Regions from separate parts of the Mus musculus genome. Here all the other regions are linked to region 2. The links are chromatin contacts, called in public Hi-C maps. All regions are on one chromosome and are shown on one strand. Each heading gives the region's core, a stretch centred on a gene start, on an enhancer-like site or on the middle of the called end of the contact. The rest is flanking DNA. Distances are from core to core; before and after follow the strand shown. Region 1 overlaps Arhgap42 (Rho GTPase activating protein 42). Region 2 holds the start of Arhgap42 (Rho GTPase activating protein 42). Region 3 has its middle 11 kb from the start of Gm22815.

What was found. Hi-C and Micro-C count contacts between places; a contact is called where the count stands out from the background.
Region 1: a contact with region 2 is called in a Hi-C map of uterus, with 2.0 times the contacts expected there. The contact joins the enhancer-like site here to the promoter of Arhgap42 in region 2. A contact is called at or near these places in 6 of 39 promoter capture datasets (the 3T3-L1 cell line, 3T3-L1-derived adipocytes, the C10 cell line and 1 more), 15 of 484 Hi-C or Micro-C datasets (3T3-L1-derived adipocytes, the C2C12 cell line, brown adipocytes and 6 more) and 6 of 115 datasets of contacts at active chromatin or transcription factors (astrocytes, embryonic fibroblasts, embryonic stem cells and 2 more).
Region 3: a Hi-C map of the MNK3 cell line shows a contact between it and region 2, with 2.5 times the contacts expected there. The contact joins the enhancer-like site here to the promoter of Arhgap42 in region 2. A contact is called at or near these places in 2 of 39 promoter capture datasets (the 3T3-L1 cell line and stem cell-derived epiblast-like cells), 2 of 484 Hi-C or Micro-C datasets (the MNK3 cell line and uterus) and 3 of 115 datasets of contacts at active chromatin or transcription factors (embryonic stem cells and neural progenitor cells).

Annotation. Positions count from the first base shown.
Region 1 is chr9:9,186,044-9,190,063 of GRCm38.p6, reverse strand. The region is part of intron 1 of Arhgap42 (Rho GTPase activating protein 42); the gene reads left to right. Among named protein-coding and RNA genes, the nearest start is that of Gm16833, 48 kb to the left of the region's middle. Within about 2 kb of position 1,698, at least 16 of the 459 cell types and tissues checked have an H3K27ac peak or open chromatin away from gene starts, as enhancers often do. A contact at or near this core is called in uterus, where this site is marked.
Region 2 is chr9:9,237,056-9,240,971 of GRCm38.p6, reverse strand. It overlaps Arhgap42 (Rho GTPase activating protein 42), which reads left to right and starts at 1,945. Exons shown (of 24, transcript NM_001372563.1): 1 at 1,945-2,346. The coding sequence starts at 2,193. The region is part of intron 2 of Gm16833 (predicted gene, 16833); the gene reads right to left.
Region 3 is chr9:9,288,002-9,292,397 of GRCm38.p6, reverse strand. It overlaps the pseudogene Gm51662. Among named protein-coding and RNA genes, the nearest start is that of Gm22815, 11 kb to the left of the region's middle. Within about 2 kb of position 2,462, at least 26 of the 459 cell types and tissues checked have an H3K27ac peak or open chromatin away from gene starts, as enhancers often do. A contact at or near this core is called in the MNK3 cell line and uterus, where this site is marked.

The DNA of each region.
Region 1 (4,020 bases), core at 449-2,948, 51 kb after region 2:
TGAGACTGAGTGTTCTAAGGTCTCTTATTCTCTGCACATTGACTAGCTTTGGGTCTCTGTATTTGTTCCATCTGCTTGCAGGACGAAGCGTCTCTGATAGTGGCTGAGCAAGGCAAATATCTGTAGCAGAATTCCATTAGGAGTCATTGTATTGCTGTGTTTCGTTAGCACAGCATGGTATTTGGTTCTCTTGTAGGTTCATGACCTATCTAGTCTTAGGTTCTTGCCCGCTTCAGTGCTTTGAAACAGCATTGCACATGGGGTTCCATATCATGAGGGGAAATATAATTTCAATGAAAGTAGAGTTGGGGGGAATGACACAAAGCCACTGTCTGAAATAAAAACAACATAACTATAGGAGAAAGATGGTAATCCAGAAGACAACAGCTTAGTGTGTGGCTTTGCAGGGAAATGAAAGTAGCCAAACCATGTTTCAACAGCAAATATCTTTAGCATATGATTCTAGGAACGCTTAGATGGAAAAAGGAAATAAATTGTTAAGAGTTGGCAATAGGCTGGTGAATGCCTGAGTAAAGGCAACACAAAGTCTTGCTCAAAGCCTTGATCTTGGGTAGACAGAAATGGTATGTGCTCCAAAGAAAAGTGGCTGCAACTGTGGAGGGCTAGGGAGATAGCTATAGTCAGAAGGCCTGTCAAGCACGCAGGAAGTCCTGGGTCCACAATGAGCATTCATACCTGGTATGGGACTGCCCAGCACTCATGAATTCAAGGTTCTCCTTGACTATCATTACGTTTGAGTCCAGCATGGGTTCCATAAGATCCCGTCTCAAGCAGAGAGAAGAGGCATGGTTATGAAATCAAACAAAGAACCTGGGGCAGCTGCAGACTCCCACTGGCATTCACTCTTTCACAAGCATTTTCCCTAGGGCAAGAAGATGTGTGGTTTATTTTGTCGTTTGAGCTATCTGTTTTTAACTTGGGTTGTAGCAATAGTGAAATCTTTGTGGCTTTTCGTTTTTAATTTTTATGGAATTTATGGCTCTATAGACATCATAGATAAAATCTGGGCAAGTATTGGACTCTTGTTGTTGTTATTTTTAGACTGGAATCTTCTGGAATAGCTTCCCAAACACATAGCATTCATGGGATTACAGACTGTTTGGTCTTCACAAGCAGCCAGTCCCACTATTTATTTTTACTGAAGCTCTCCTGAAGATAGGAATTGAATACCATATTAAATGTGTTATGCTTACAATGAAAATATTTCATCTTCTGCATCTGCTATCATAATAAATAGGGATTTAATAGTTAATGATTGTGCGAGTCAGTACTTGTTCTGAATGCTTAGGAAATTTCACATAATATCCACAGCAGTCTTGCATGGAGTTAGTGTCTTTTTTTTTTTTTCTTCCCCTACAAGAAACCTGGGATTTGATGAAGCTAACTTCTTGCTCAGGCATGACTTCTTTGCATGCTAGAAGGAGGTGTTTTGTTGATGTGTGTTGCTTTTGAGAGGAGTGAGTGTATCCTATGTCAAATGGGTGCAGAGATGAAGGTCCAGAATGTTCTTCAAAAAGAATGAGGCCATTCACACTGCACTGTTGGTTTTCTTCCTCTTTGAATGCCGCAGAGTCTGGTTGTTCCACCCTGGCACACATCAGACGAGTTAGGTGGCCTTGGGTAACCTGTTCTTCTCTGTGCCTCCAGGGCATTGTGAGCCATGTCAGGGCTGTGTGGCCTCTGCCAGTTCTATCTATGGTGCTGTTTCCCACCAGCTTGCCCATTGCAATGTAGTGGCCTCTTGGGGAGAGATGTTCCTTGACTCTGTTTTACTTTACATGTATGAGTGACTAACAATCCCGGAGCTTTGTCCTGGAGTCTTCTGAGGAATATTTCTTTAAATTATCCAACATCCATTATTTTCTGACATGTACATAAAATAGAAACTTGCGAAACAATCATGTGTAGAGACTTTGTTCAAGTGAAAGCCGTAGAAACCCTGAGTTCCATTGTGTTTTCCTTGGATGCTCCATGCCCAGCATGATTCCTTAGGACTTTCCTGCATAGAACAAGCTGACACATATGATTCCAGAGAGAGCCCTAAAACATCTCTGAGATGATTAAAAACTGAGGCTTATTTGCCAGACTCCTGACTTGGTCTGTTCTGTAATGTGCTGTGTGGCTTGCATTACATTAAAGCTTCTGTTCCATTACCATGAGCATTTCAGCAACTTGCCTACAATGGAATCTTTATGCACATTCTTCTCTTCCTGCGACTTTGCCCCTCTCTTCTTCTCTATTTCTTTTTTCCCCTCCCCCTCCCTGTATGTATGTGTTATCACTAATGAACTAAGGTTTTTTGTTTTTGTTTTTCAAGGAGCAAAGAATATATACCTATCTCCTCTCCTAGCCTACTCTATATTTCCTCCAACAAGACTACTCCCTAAAGTGTCCATATTCTCCATAGGTAGCACTATCAATCAGGGCAGGATTCAGATACATGAGACATTGCAGGACATGTCTCATTCAAAGTGCAACTGTGGGACATGTGGGCTTGTAATAGCATAGAAGGAGGTAGTCTCTGAGAGTTTAATTATTTACCCAGCTCCTACAAATCTGTGCTTGCAACCATCTAACATGTACTAATGACAAGATGTGACAGGTACTGGGTAGATTCATGGGTGACAGCCTTTCTTCACCTTATTGTACTGTTTAAACTATGCTGGCTAAGTTAGGTTTACACACATCTGATATAGAAGAGAGACTAGAGAGCCTCTGTGTGCAGCACATACAAAAGCCTCCATGTACAATACTTTGATAAGGGAGAGGTAAAGTGTGAAGATGGAAGAAGACAGGGGAGGCTTTTTGAAGAGATGGAGGAATCTTGAAAGGATCATTTTTATTCTAGAGTGTGAACTAAATATATGTTCTTTTAAAAAATATATAGTTTTCATTTTATGTGCATTTGGTGTGAGAGTGTCAGATCCCCTAGAACTGCAGGTAGCGAGTATCTGTGAGCTGCCATGTGGGTGCTGGGAATTGAACCCCTGTCCTCTGGAATAGCAATCGGTGCCCTTAACCACTGAGTCATCTTTCCAGTCCCTAAGTACATGTTCTAAGTAGGTAAGATAACATAACTACAAGACAGAACATGGTTTATTTAAGATGGTGAAATTTTTCTGCTGCCTGTGAGTTTTGATAGTATTGTTGGGTCTGTCGAAGCTGCGCTTTAGAAGTTTCTGGACTCAGGAAATTATTAGCTTTGCTGGTACCTGGCTGTATCTCTCAAGTTTCTGTTTTTATTGATGCCTGTGATAGTTCTCCCCCAGCAGGATGCACTGTGCCTTCTAAATTTCCACCACTATCCAAAGACTGCAGACTGTGGCAGAGGCTGGGAGTGCTGGTATGGCTTGCTGGATTAAAATTCTGGTTAACTTCTTATGATGTTAGTCTGTGTGAAGTTGTGAATAGACGCTGACTTTCTTTTCTTTCATGTGTCTGTCTGTCTGTCTGTCTGATATCTATCTATCTATCTATCTATCTATCTATCATTTATTTACTTACTGAAGATGAGTTGCGTGCCCAGCACAGATAGTACATGAGGGGAAATTAGAGGAGAACTTTCAGATACTGCCTTCTCCTACTGTGAGCTCCATTAACCTCTGGGCCATCTTGGTGGCCTGTGCACACCCTGTCTGTAATTCAGGATTTTCATCTGCAAAATGAAAATGTTGCTATCTAGTTCTCAATGGCTGCTGCAGAGACGTCAGGGTTGGTTGTGTTAAGTGCTTTGAAGAGTACCAGGTGCACAGTATGATCTGTATGGTTACCACGGTCGGTCTTGTCAACCTTTTAGTGTTAACCTTTTAGGAGAATTTGTTTATTACCTCTGCTGCAGCTAATTGTATCCCTTATACCTCTATTGGACTGTGCTCTTTGTAAAGAAGCATTGGTACATTTGCTCTGTTCTGTTTTAATTCTCTTTTTTCTCTTTCTTTCCTTCTTTCTTTCCTTCCTTCTTTCTTTCCTTCTTTCTTTCTTTCTTTCTTTCTTTCTTTC
Region 2 (3,916 bases), core at 696-3,195:
CAACAACTAAAAGCTGCTTATCAAAGCAATCCACAGAATTGGTTATAAGGCAGTTATGAGACAGAAGCCATTTTCTTGCTTTATAATGTTTCAAACTGGATCATAACATTTAGGTGCTTAGAACAGCAGCTACATAAAAAAGTTGTGAGTATACCATTTGTTAACCATTGCTGGTTTTCTGTCCTTCAGTTTGTGTGACAAATGGTTAAATCACAGTACTTGAAAGACAACTAGCTCACTATAGCCCCTTCATAGTTGATGAACAGTATTATTGCCTTCCCTTGTACTTCCAAATGAGGCATCTATGAAACTGACAGACAAGCTCCACACTCAGAAATTAAAATAGCTAAGATGAGGGCTGGCAAGACGGCTCAGCTGACAAAAGTGATTGCTGCTAGGCCAGAGAATCTGAGTTCAATCCCTGGTTTATCCCTTGTGGAAGGAACCAGTTACAGCCGAGTGTCCCTTGACTTCCACTGTTCAGATGTGTGTTCCCATCCCTAGAAATAAATATCACAAAAAGAAAATGTATAGAACTGTCATCACACATTTCTAAAGTGTGCAGACTCGTACTAAAAATATGGATGTAAGCTTTTAAAATGAGAATTTAAAAAAAGTCATCAAGCATACTGTTTACATGGTTTTGTCTGTTTTAAAGTTTACATGCTATTTTTGCTTTTTGTTTTGTTTTGTTGTTTTGTTTGTTTGGTTTTTCGAGACAGGGTTTTTCTGGGTAGCCCTGGCTGTCCTGGAACTCACTCTGTAGACCAGGCTGGCCTCGAACTCAGAAATCCACCTGCCTCTGCCTTCCGAGTGCTGGGATTAAAGGCATGCACCACCATTCCTGGCTGTTTACATGCTACTTTTAATGTTATTGTATGGCTGAAAAAAATTGCAGCTAAAGGTTCCTGAAATTTAATTGGGAAAAAATGTAAAGCACTTCAGTGGATTTTCCCATGATTTGTACAAGTTTCTTTTTTCCTTCCTTCCTTTCTTTTTTAAAAACAGATGGTTCAAATATACAAAGCAGTGGAAATGTAGAAATTAAAAACAGATCCTTAAGAAAAGTAACGGAGTTCTCAAAAAAGCTACAGGTGAGTGCAGGATGACATAAAATAGTAGGTTATTTTGTTGTCAGGGTTTCAACAGAACGCACATTTATTAGGTCAACCTCTGCTAATTGACTCTTTGCAGGAATTCATATATATATATTCATCTCAGAGACAGTGTTTCTCTGTGTAGTCCATGTTGGCCTTGAACTCTTGGCAATTCTCCTGCTTCAGCCAGTTGAATGCAGGTATTACCTACCACCACCACCAAAGGAATTAATGATTCCTTTGAAATGCTTGATCAGGTCAAGTCGATGAAAGTCTCTGAACTTGTAGGTCCACCCACCCAGGTGTCAATTAGAGACACTAAAACAGGGGTATATAACATGTGAAATGAGTTAATAAAATCAATTCCCCTTTCTTACAGACTGAGGGATAACACCCAACACACCTCACTGATGGGTCAATGCAGCGGGGTTGGGAGTCAGGCGGGACATCCTTTCTATTTTGGACTTATGGGCAGGACCCTGAAGTGAAACTTGAACCGGCTGGGAAGTGGTAGTTCCCGCAGGGGTTAACGTGGGAGTCAGACTGTTCCTGAGGGGGACGCTGGGGGTTGGAGATGGTTTGGGGCGCACAGGGCCTGGCGCTCTCAGTGGGCCCAGACGGGGACGGGTAGGAATCGGGTGAGGCTACAACACAGCAGTGCTGGGTGCGGGGAGCAAAGTGCGCACCGCAGGGACCGGGCGGGGACCGGGCGGGGACAGCGAGGGGCGGGGAGGGTGGAGGAGGGTCTGCCCGGGAGCTGCAGGCCGGCCCGCGTGCGCTCCGCACAGGGGGCGGGTTTCCCTACGGGCCCGAGTCGCCGTGAGGCGCCGCCAGCTAAGCGCGCGCCACTGTCCCCAGGGTCAGCGAGTGACGCTGTCAGAAGACTCCTCTGCGCTACAGCTTGTAGCCTCGCCACCCCCACGGTGCGAGCGAGCGACGATGCGAGCCGGTGACAGCGCCCGGAGCCTCCGCCCGGCCTCGGGGCAGCTGCACTGAGCCCGGCGCGCGGGGCCCAGTCCTCCGCTCTCCCCAGCGCTCCCCCGCGTTCGCAGTGTCCCCGCACCCGCCGCAGCTAGCGGCCGCCGCGCCTGGGCCATGGGGCTGCCCACTCTGGAGTTCAGCGATTCGTATTTGGACAGCCCGGATTTTAGGGAGCGATTGCAGTGTCACGAGATCGAGCTGGAGAGAACCAACAAGTTCATCAAAGAGCTGCTGAAGGATGGCTCTCTGCTCATCGGGGCGCTGAGAAGTGAGTGACGGGCCCCCAAGTGTGCAAGACCCCATGGGGTGCGGGACCCTGGTTGGGAAGCCCCAGACCGAACTTCTTTTGTTTGAATGGATTGGGGACAAAAGCTGAAGAGCTCCCCTGCTGGTGGCCAACAAAGTCTGTTCTTAGTGGTGCGGATTTACTTCCCAGGCAACACTGGGGAGGAAAAGTTTCCCCTACAGCCCTTGAGAGTCAACTTTTGAGACTTGTCAGTGAAAAGTTGGTAGAGACTTTCACTTTTGTTTGTTGTTGCTAAAGTTTCGGTGCCTGGTTGTTGTTGTTGTTGTTTTTGGTGGGGGGTTGGTTTTGTTGTTGTTGTTTTAAATTGTTTTGATTTTTCGTTTTAAGGTGGTGGAGAGAGCCACGCCAGTCAGGGCAACAGAGTGAGACCCTGTCTCATAAACAAAACAAACAAACCAAACAACAACAACAACAAATCAAAGCAAGCCAAACTCTCTGGGAAGAGTGGAAACAAGGGAGTCTGGAGAGTTAAAGTGAAGCTAGTGAATTTAATAATACTTTAGGAAAAGTAATTTCATACAACAATGACTCGTCATTGATTTGACCTTTTAAAAATACACGTCTGCAGTTTGGCCATTGGTAAGCTGTTTGGACCCAATAGGGTACCCGTGTATTTTAAAGCCCTTGTGAGTGTTCTGTTCGTATTAAATTTTGGCTTGCATCGTGTGGTGTGCAGTGTTGGTCATTGGTGAGAGCTCAGGTCTACATTCAGTCAGACCTGGTAGATGTCAGTATCTTTCCCACACTTCTCCCTTCAGGATATTCTTTACTCGTTTCTCCTTTAGAACTTCCCCTTCCATTATTACAACTCAAGCTTTCTCATACTGAGAACCAAGTGGATTACTTAGTACACGCTAAACGTTAACCATTGCCTTTCCCAGAATCCACTTGTGTCTTACATGGAAAATTGGGAAGGCTTCAGCTTCTGAAAAGAGAAGTGCTTCGGACTCTGGCCTCTTATGAGGGCGCTTACAGGATGGAGAGGCCTCTGGGTGATCTGGTAGTCCCCAGGACATGTTCAGGGTTGCTGTAATTGCACAGATGGAATGCCCATTGTCAATTAATTGGGATTTGAGACTACTATGATAATGATTATTTACTGTGGTTTGTGACAATGTGCAATGCTTCTTTGCAGTTCCTTGAGTTGTTACTAGGGAACCCTCCTCGCCAGGGATGCCTCCTCATAGAGGCTAAACCATTCCTGGTGTGTTATGCTAGGCAGGCTGACTACACTTGGGATCTCAGGTGCTCTGCATTTGGTGTTTCGCACGTTGGAAATACTTCCTGACACGTGTGTTTTTTCACTGGTGCTGTTGCACACTTCCCTGGGATTCTTCAGCTTAGCTTTATAAAGGCAATGTGTTTCTCAGCCCTGTTAGAGCTGTTCTGTCATGCACACCAGAGGAAGTGGTGAGTGTATCAAGACCTAGAGAATAACAGGAATGCCCAACCTTCTGATATTGTTATTTGAAGATCTACTGTTCTGCATCCACAGCTACCCTGAGACAAATGCAGCCTGTAGGCTGGCCCT
Region 3 (4,396 bases), core at 1,213-3,712, 51 kb before region 2:
CCCATGTGTGTGTATTGCTACTCTGACTCAGCATCTGCCTTGACCCATCCACCATTTCCCACTGTTCTGACACCATCTGTTGTCCTCAAATGTCCTGATAGCCCAAGAATGTCCGTTTTACACAAGTGGGTTCTCCTATGTAAGATGAGGCTCTGCATAGGGAAGACATGTTATTAGTAAAGCAGACAAATACATTCATTCTACAATGACATTGTTCTGCTAGAAGGATCTTAATTTGGGGCATGTTACATGGCTCAGTAGATAGAGGTGCCTGCTGCCAAGCCTGAGGCTGTGAGTTTTAACCTCCAGCCTCACATGCTAGAAAAGAGAACTGACCTCTGCAAATTGGTCTCTGACTTTCACATACATTGTGCATTGTGGTATAAAGGTATAAGTACCTGTTTCTCTCTCTCTCTCTCTCTCTCTCTCTCTCTCTCTCTCTCTCTCTCTCTCTCCCTCACAGACACACACACACATCTGCATACACATACAATAAATATATAAATATAAAAATATATAAGTAAAAATGTAAGAAATATTTATCTCAAATTATCTTCTTTAAATTACCCATTATTAAAATTAAATACATTTATTTGTTGTAGTAAGGTTAAAAATTGCATGTAACCCCCCAAAAAATTTGTAGTATAAATCTCATTGAGTACTATCTTTTACTTTCTAATTCTAATTCTTAAAGACTTTTGGAGGGCAATTGCATTCACTGTATGAAATTTGCTTCTGAGAGCAGTAGAAAGACTAAAAAGAAAAGAAATGAGACAAGGTCTCATTATCTACCACTGACTGACCTGAAACTGGCTATTTAGAACAGGCTGGTTTCAAATTCACAAATATATTCTTTTATACACATATAATGTGTTTGTGTGTGTGTGCATGTGTGTACATGTGTGCATGTGTGTGAAGCAGATAAAGCAAGTGATATTTTATAAAATTGTTTCCCAAATCAACAGATTATATTTTTCCATAGAAACTCATGCCTCACCTAGACCTGTGGAAACAAACACTGTAACCCCACAGTAATTTTGCATGAGCACCTGGTACTGCTGTGCTATGTGGAGTTCAGTGTAGCACCAACCTCATTGACTGGCAGAACCTAGAAAAGCTTCCTATTCATCATAACTACCTAACTTGTTCACACCCTATCATTTTATATAACTCAAAATCAAGAAGACTCTAAGATTCCATTCTCTTTATCATTACATCATGCTAATATAAACTCTGTGTCATGCTGGTGATTTCTGCTATATTCACAGGAACCAATTCCATTCCAATCTCACAGAGCCCATGAGAGCTATGGGTATACACCTGTGAAACTGCCCAGTGTTAACCAGAGAGGTGTTAACTAAACACATGCTCTGGCTGAGCCTGACAGATGTGTTTACATACCAACTTTTTACAAGGCCCTGACTAATTCCCAGGGAGCAAGCGCCCTTCCTCAGAGCCAGGGCTCTCTGTAGAGCCTGCCTGTGCTTGTTTTTCAACTCTCTGCACATGTGACTTGGGAAGCTTGTTTATTTATGCTGGGAAACATCATCCGTTTTCCCACTGCAAAGGCTGACTCCACTCTCATGTGAATCTGGGATAGCTAAACTGCCCGTGACCTGGAGGTCCACAAGCTGCCCACTCCCCAGCATCTCCCAGCCTAGCATCTCCTCTGTCACCTCTCATTTCCTGTCCTACATCCTCCTTCCCTGTCTTCTCAGTGTGGTCCAAACTTCCCTACTGCTCCTTATTCCTCCTATTAGTGCTTTATTAGCACATACAAAATATGCCCAATACCTGATTCAATTTGACATTTGTACACACATGTAATATACTTTCACCATATGTTCCCTGTATTATTCTCTCCTACCCGGATCCCACTCCTGAACTCTCTCCTCTTCATTACTAGTCTCCTTCGTAATTTTATGCCTTTCATTGTCAGCTAATGAGTTCAATTATGATTACTTATAGGTATATGGGTGTGGAGTTAGTTGCAGGAGCTTGAACAACTTACCAGTGAACACTATGTTTCTCGACACCCTAGAAATACTGTGTATAGGTCTTTAGTGATGGCTGGCTCTTGTATAGATTTTGGATGTGCAACATGATATTTTGATATATTTAAACATATGAATGTTTACTATAATCAAACATTGTCTCAGACAGTGAACCCTTTGTGTGTGTGTGTGTGTGTGTGTGTGTGTGTGTGTGTGTGTGTGTATGTCTGGGATAAGAACACTTACCTTCTACTGTCTGGAAAATTCTCAGTCCATAGTCATACCGACTCATCTGTAACTAGTCAGGATATTGAGAGAGTACCCATTGAGTTGGATAAACTCTTCCAGTCTCCCAGACCAAATAGAAACACAAATTTGTTAAGCTCCCCCACCCCTGTATCACCCATTCTCCACCCCCAGGGCCAGAGGTGAGGAACAGGAACAATGAACAAGGCTCACCCAGTGCTACTCCCAGACGCTCTCTCCACAGCCGCTTACTGACTTAGGTTTAATTAGTTCTGGGACAGAGTTGGAGGCGTTGGTTTGGACAGATGTTAAAGTTCACAATAAAGTAGACAATGCAGATCGCAATCTGGGCTGAATAGTTCTGCTCTTTCATTACAACATCACATTTGCATGTGATGAGCCATCTCCTGGATTTTGTTGCTGAGAACAAACTTTCATACACTAAGAAAACAAAGAATGTGAAGTTCTTTCCTGGAAACATCATCTCCTGCTGGTTGATTATTTATAAAACCTTTGCGTACTGAGAAGACAGAACCCAACATGGTGACACATGACCGAGATCCTAAGACTAAGGAAGCCACAGCAGAAATACCACAAAGAGTTTGAGGTCATCCTTTGCTATGGAGTGAAATTTAGGTCAACCTGGGCTACAGAAAGAGACTCTGACTCAAAAATACAAAAACAAATTCTAAAATTATGATAAATTTTATAATTGATTTAATATGGGGTAAACACTAGAAGTGGTTTCTATAGTAAGGTACATGGACTTTGGATTTTGGTGCAACAAAACAGAGCCTACTTTCCTGCATGTTCTAATCAAATAAGAGTAATTATGAGCCAGGCATGACAGTGCATACCTGTCACCCCAGCACTTAGGAATGGAAGGCAGAAAGATCAGAAGTTCAAGGTCATCTTCAGCAACATGAGTCCAGCCTGAGCTACAGGAGATACTGCATATATTGAAGTAAATCTCTGCATTAAAAGATACCCGAGGACACATTTTCTGCTTAATGCTACCAAGTGTTTTAGCATTTTCAAATTTTCCAAAGTGTATCTTAACTAAAGGAGACTCATGCTGAATTCCTTCTAAAGCTACATGGAACATGTATTGTGATTTGGGAGTTGAGCAGATACCACCTGTACCAAGCTGTTTCGACTGTGATATTGAAACTAACTCAGTTAAAATCCTTATCTTCCCTTTTTCATCTAGAGAATCATCAAGACTACCAACAGTCTAGAATTAAATTCATTCAGGTGTAGAGATTCTGTCCTACCCTCTCACTGATATGAAATACCTATGCAGTGGTCAGAATCTTAAACATGGTGCCAGCAGATTTTCAGAGACTTTCCCTTTGTGTTTAGAATGGTGTATATCTGTTGGGTGTCATGAGGAGGGTTCCAGGTGGTGTGAGGGCTCACTCAGGTCAATTCTAGTGTCATCTGTCTCTTGAACCCCACAACTTTTACTGAAATGCTGCTGAGCAAAGTGGTGCACTATATTCAGAGCAAGGAATTCTGGGATTATCTCATGGGTATGCAATTTTGGGGTGTACCAACTGGGGACTCGCCATTGCTGCTATCAATGATGTGAAGAAGTATCCAGAGTGTAATACAACTTGGAAATTGGCTTATGTTTGCATGTATGTAACACATGAAGTAGCTCTGCTCATTCAGGGAGGACAACTCATCGACTATGAGATGATAAGCAAGCATCTGCAAAGCAGTGCTTCGAACAACTCTTCAAGGGGACAGCACCCTGGCCACTGCAGCCAAGGCCCAGATGACATCAGCATAGTCTTACTAAGGGAATGTGGAATCTACCTCTAGGAACTATGCTAACATTATGCAATAGCCAACTCTCTGCTGACTTCTCTGTTGTAGTCTAAGAGTTGCCCCACAAACCACACAAACACTGATCTCAGTCAGACAATGATGACTTGTTGAATGCACACCTTAATACTGATAGAACAGGACCATAGCTCAGACAGGGCTAAGCCATGGCATTGGCCATCTTTCTCTGTCAGCTTATAAAGGAAAAATACAAACAACAAAAACAAAAATCAAAAAAAAAAACAAACAAAGACAAAAACAAACAAACAAAAAACACAGGGAGTTCATACGCAGGCACAGGAAGTGCTCCCGGTGGTCAACTCTGA